2 separate regions of the Mus musculus genome follow, and region 2 is linked to region 1. The links are chromatin contacts, called in public HiCAR-type maps. All regions are on one chromosome and are shown on one strand. The core of a region is the stretch at or near the end of the contact, and the rest is flanking DNA. Distances in the headings are between cores, read along the strand shown.

Region 1 (3,151 bases), core at 462-2,961:
CTTTGCATAGCCTGGGCTAAAGAGTAAAACATTCTCTCAAAGAGATAAATTAGTAAACTAATAAAAATGATCAAGACTTCAATCTATCTCCTACACCACTCTGCACTTCCTTGAAATGAAAATATTAAAACTCACAATGGAAAAAATATGAGTAGATATGAAAGTAGAAAAGTCATCACAGATGAGATACCACGGCCTATTTGGGGGTTATGAGTAGGAAGTAAGTAAGGTCTGAAACCCACCTAGACCCTTCATCGCAGCATCACCCTACTGTGATGAACACACTCCTGTGACTTTAACACCTGGCTAAAGCTGGCCTGATAAATACTGTGCAACCACAGTCGGAAAACCAAAACAAGAGGGCCTGCTCATGGTCAGTCGGTCTCAGCTCCAAAGGAGGCTGGTGGGAGCTATGTGAAACCTTGTTTTAATCCTCTCCCCACCAAAAGAAAAAAAGGAAAAGAGAGAAAGTGTCAAACACAACTACTAGAGAAAGAGTTTAAGCAAAACTTGTTAACACGGTTGTCTTAGACAGGGTGTCAATTGCTGCAACAAAACACCATGACCTAAAAGCAAGTTGGGGAGGAAAGGGCTTATTCAGCTCACACTTCCACTTTGCTATTCATCATCAAAGGAAGTCAGGACTGGAACTCAAGCAAGGCTGGAACCTGGAGGCAGGAGCTGGTGCTGAGGCCACAGAGTGACCCTTCTTACTGGCTTGCTTCACTTTCTTACAGAACCAAGGATTGCAGCCCAGGGATGGCTGCCACCCACAAGATGCTGGGCCCTTCCCCATTAATCATTAACTGAGAAAATGCCTTACAGCTGGACCTCATGTCGTCATTTCCTCAACTGAGGTCCTTCTTCTCTAATGGCTTGTGTCATGGTGATGGTCAAGTGGACCTCTCAGGTCAGCTCCCCTGCCTGTGCACTCATCTTAAGATTCTCCGTCTAATACTTACAGCAGGTTAGAGAGAAATGACAGCGTCTTCAGGAAAAGCAGAATCCACTGACACTTGTGGGCTATTTTGGGAGGTTACTAGCATACAGGTCGGGTAGAGTCTCATCTCTAATACGCTGTCAATGCTTTAGGATAATCTACATTTTTCATGCCAATTTTTTCCAAAGGTTTTTTTTCTTGTTGTTTATGTGTATGTCTATTTCTGTGTTGGGGTGGATGCATACTGGTGTCCAGTAGAGGGTGTCGGACCTCTTGACGCTGGAGCTACAAGGAGTTTGTGACCTGCCCTACGTGGGATGCTGGGAAGCTAACTCTGCAAACAAGTGCTCCTTCCTAACTGTTGAGCCATCTCACCTAGGCCATTTTTAAATTTTTTCGGGACAGTCTCGTCCCAGGCCATTCTCGAGCTGGTATGCAGCCACGGAGGACCTTGAACTCTTGATCCCACTTACCTGAAGCAGTTTCTGGATCCACAACAATGTCGCAACACAGAAAACTCCACCGATCCGCAGAAGGAACTCCCGGACCGACCCTTCACGGAACTGAAATTTCCCGCTGCCAGCCGCTGATTGGAGGGACTTTTGCCAACACTTCCGGAAGCTCCCGCCCCTTCCCCTCGAACGAGGCTTGCGATAGGTTGGTTCTGTGCGACATTTAAATTGTTTGGAAGGCAAAGGGTTGGGAGCGGGAGGGCGAGGGGGAGGAGGGAGGCGGTAAACCCGCTAGGCGTGGCAGCGACACACTATAAACTCAGTGGGGCGGGCCGCACTTGTTGGCTCTTCAGGCCGGTTTTCTTCTTTCCTTTTAAACGTGTTTGTTTGTTTGTTTGTTTGTTTTGGTTTTTAAGACAAGGTCTCACTATGTCTGGGAACTCACTATGTAGACAAGGCTGGCCTCGAACTCACCGAGATGCTCCTGCCTGTCACTGAGTGCTGCTGGGATTACGGGCTGAGCATCCACGCTAAAAAAAGGCAAAGGTTTTAAGTTAAACGAGATCATTTATTCCATTTCTCCTTCTTTTCTAAGGCAAAATTAACGTCTGCCTTAGAAATCAACTGAGATTTCTAACAGACACATAAACGAAGGCACACATCCCATGAGATATCAAGAAAACAAAAACGCCTGGGCCAGGACAGCTGTGCTGACCATGTGTTTGTAGACTGATCGGTATCCAGTAGACACCGGGAAGATAAATTAGGAAAGAGTTTGTAAGTTTGGCTTTTGCTTTTTCCCTGCCAACATCTTGGGAAAGAGGACCAGCTGCCTGCAGCTCTATAGCAGCACTGAGACCTCTGGGACATACAAAGAGAAAGATGAAGATAGGTAACTGACATAATATTCATGGTTATGTTAGATCTGATGGGGGAAAGAAACACCAATTTCGCGAGTGGCTGATTAAAGCAAGCTATATCTGATTAAAGCAAACTGGCCAGCCAGCTGCGGTCTCCCAAAGTGGAGATTTCAGAGAGCAGCCCCTCACTGGCTTTTGAGGTTCTTTTTATGGGAATGGGTCAGGGTTGCTAAAAAAAAAAAAAAAAAAAAAAAAAAAAGAGCCGTTGGAGATAACTGACTCTTAGTGCCTTTAGCATCTGGGCCAGCGGGAGAGTGAGCCACTCGGGGTTCAAGGCTACCTATGGGGTAGATAAATGCAAGAACACAGCATGTGGAAGGGGAGTCATCACAGGTGTTCAGGAACTTAACAAGGCAAAGGGGTGGGCGTACATCATGGGGTCACAAGTTCAGCATAGGTTGAAAAACATGGTTTGCAGGAAACAAACCTGTTCTTGTAAGGTGTTAAAAGACACCTTAAGACGTAGTAACAGTGTGTGACAATGTGGTTCCTGTTTGGGTTTCACTGTTGTTTTAAAATAGCTGAGACTGGGGGCTGGAGAGTTGCTTGGCAGTTGAGAGCACTTTCTTGCCCTGGCAGAAAACCCAGGCACCCACGTGGTGGCTCACAACTCTCTGTAACTCCAGTTCTAAAAGATCCATCACATTCTGACCTCTGTGGGCAAAACACTCATAGGCAGAAAACAAAATAAATCTTAACCCACCACCACCACCCAGGGACCCAAAACTGAGTCTCTATTGGCCTCGGCTACTTGAGGGGAGTGAATCGGGAGGAGTGGGTGGCACCGATCCCGGGCGGCGGCCGTGCTTCACAGGTTTGTAGGTGATGGAGAACTCGCC
Region 2 (3,102 bases), core at 343-2,842, 1.0 Mb after region 1:
GTGAGGTACTGTGTTTGGATCTCCAGAACTCGTAGAAAATCAAGTCATGCTGTTGGCACCTGTAACTCCAGAACTGGCTGGGAGACAGTTGGATTCTATGGGCTCCAGCTAATCAATTTATCAAAAAACAAACAAACAAACAAACAAACAAAACAAAGAACCCAAATGAAACAAAACCAAGTCAAAAACAAAAAACAAAAACACCACCACCACTAACAACAACAACAACAAAAAAACCCAAGGTGGGCAGCTATAGTTGAAGACATCCAAAATTGACCTCTGGTCTCTACATGTACAGACTTGGACAACTCCCCTCCCCACCACACACACACATTGTCACATATGAACACACATACATACAAGATAATCCTGGACAAGCTGTCTAGTTGAAAGGTGTATTTCTCATGATCTCTTGCTACCAAGAAAAGCATTTTCCTCAATGGACGTCAATGGAGAACTTGCTACCATGTCTCCCAGCCATGAAAATCTCTCCCAAATAAACTGCTTCTTCTATAAGTTTCACTGGTCATAGTGTTTTCTCATGCAATAAGGAAAGTACACTGCCCAACCCCTGTGTCCCAGGAGCTCAGATGATAAAGCATTTTATAAACACCAGGAAAAGACTAAGATAGGTGGGCACAATTACTGCCTATCAACTTCACAGCCTGGACACAGTGTTCCTGTCAGACTGCAAATAGCACATTTGTGAATGTTGCCCATTTCCCGTGTATTCTGACACAGATTCTAAGGAGGTTGCCCGCTCCCTTCCCAGACTGAATAATTGCTAAAATAATGCAAACTGCAAGCTTAAAATGTTTACTAGCCTAGCCTGCATGAGGCCCTAGATTCAATTCTCAGCAGTGTGCTGTGTATTGTCTAGTAGCTCCCATCTCTTTCTACATTCCATTTGCATTATTTATGTGGGCTCTTGATTTCATTTTCCACTTTTAGAGCAAAAAAAACAAAAAAACAAAAATCATTCTTCTTCATTTAAGTAGGAGACACTCTTATCATGAAGAGTTAATTTTGTTAACTCAAGTATTTCAACTCACCTACTGAGTTCTCATGTTAAAAAAAGGCTAATTAGCACATTTTAATATCTTAAAATTAGTGAATTAATAATTAGCATATGGATTTACATTAATTTTAATGAGGCAAGGCTCTATAAATACATAGCCGCGATCAATGAGTCCACTGAAAAATATAATAGCAATTAATGTATTTGTGGCTTACTACATGGTTGGAACCCTTCCTTGTTGGGTTTCTAGGGGGCTCTCTTATGCAGTTCCACCCCACGCCACAGGGGGCAGAGCAGCGCTTTCTGGCTCACCGTTATCCACGCCACTTCCGTCTCTTTTGGAACGGACCAAGTCAGTGCGGAAAGGGGGAGAGAGACTGCATAGTGCGAGTAGGCCTGGCCCATGATTGATGTCGTTGGGAATTATGCTCCCTTGTGATTCGTTACTTCAAAGCACACTGACGCAGACACAGTACCACGCGCAGTGACCCCCAGAAGACTCCTAAGCCGTGCCGGAGTGCGCCCGCCATCTCCTCCTCCCCGACCTGGCGGGCGAAGGTATGGTGCGCTCGGCCCTGCTAGACCGGAAGCCGGCGCGGGCTGTGCGCGCCTCTCGGCCAGGGAAGGTCCGCACCGCTGCGAGGGGTCACGGTCCGCGAGCTGCGCGCGTCCGGGCCCATGGGTCTCCATGGCGACGGCGGGAGCCCGGCAGCCGGAGCGGGGCCGTGGCGCTCCGGGGCCCTCCGCGGCAGCGTGGCCGTGTTCGCCTCCGTGGCTGCCGTGTTCACCCTCACGCTGCCCCGCTCGCTGCCTGGGGGAGACTCGGGTAAAGTACTCGCAGGCCGCCCTCCTCCCCGCCCCCCTGCCTCCGGGTGCCGCCGCCTCGGTGTCCCGGCCCCGCGTCCCCTCGCTGGAGCTCCGTGCACGGTTCTGAATTCCAGAACCAGTTCTCTTTCCGGTTCTGGATCTTGGTCTCTGTGTTCTCGAGCTGCTCAGCCGATGAAATTTAACCACTGTCCACTTTGCCCGGATCGTTGTTACCTGTATCACCTGTCGTGCCCTTACAGTGTCACAGACAAAAAAAGATTGACAGTAGTTAACAAATAGCATGGAGCGTTCTACTGTGTTTAGAGACGACACAACGGGTTATTAAATAAACTACATTTTAAGTAGTGGTGAGTTACGGAGGCACTAAGGGAGAATGTGGTTGGAGTGGTAATGAGTAGATTCCTCAGAAGGTCAGGAAAGGCTACCTTGGAGGTGTATTAGTTAGAACCTGAATATTAAGGAACCAGCCATGCAGAAAATTTAGAGGGGAACTCATAAAAGGGAATGCAACTGAAAGCACCCCTCTTCCTGTGAAAATGAAAGACAGGTTTCACACAGATTAAGCTAGGGCATACTTTTCACATATCTGAGTCTAGAAACAAGTCCCTGGTTTGGTTTGGTTTTTACAGCCAGATAAAGTGATCAATAATTTCTCATAATAATCAGCCGTGTTTTCAGAATGGTTCTGTAATGGAACAGTCAAACCGTTTCCTGAAGAGCCCATGAGCTGTTTATAATTTCACTACCTGACAAGTTCACCCGGATTTGGTGGCTGCAGGGGGGAGCATTTATCATCTGTCTGTGGATCAGTATCTCTAGGTGCAGTTTAGCCGGATTCACTAACACAAGACAAGGTGGGGGCCAGGGTTGCAACTTCTCAGGACCCTGTTTAGGGAGTATCTACTTCCAAACTTAAGTCTAGCCCTATATCCCATGTGGCTCTCTTCATAAAATAGCTGATTCCTGTCAAAAGCAAGAGAGCATTCTGTCACCTCTGTCATTTTTGAGACCTAATCCTGGAAGTGATATGCCACTGCCCTGTTTTATTGGAGAGAGTCGGTAAATCTAGACCAGTTCAAAGGGGAGAGGATTACACGGCAAGAAAGCCCTGAGATGGGGATTACCAGGACTGTCTTCAAGATTGCCTGCCACGGAGAGAAGCCTCCATCTCCATTTTCAGGTCATCTCTTCCCGGTTCCACTGAACACTTAGTGGGGGTGGTGTTTCATTAGCATAGCTGGGAATGGAGTTACCAA

What was found. HiCAR-type assays count read pairs that join an accessible place to other places.
Region 2: a contact with region 1 is called in a HiCAR-type map of astrocytes, with 2.9 times the contacts expected there. The contact joins the promoter of Tmem260 here to the promoter of Dlgap5 in region 1. A contact is called at or near these places in 1 of 39 promoter capture datasets (pre-B cells), 1 of 484 Hi-C or Micro-C datasets (B cells) and 1 of 115 datasets of contacts at active chromatin or transcription factors (astrocytes).

What each region holds. Positions count from the first base shown.
Region 1 is chr14:47,416,696-47,419,846 of GRCm38.p6, forward strand. Dlgap5 (DLG associated protein 5) reads right to left here and starts at 1,712. Exons shown (of 19, transcript NM_144553.2): 1 at 1,414-1,712. It also overlaps the pseudogene Gm8353.
Region 2 is chr14:48,444,760-48,447,861 of GRCm38.p6, forward strand. It overlaps Tmem260 (transmembrane protein 260), which reads left to right and starts at 1,593. Exons shown (of 16, transcript NM_172600.4): 1 at 1,593-1,844. The coding sequence starts at 1,697.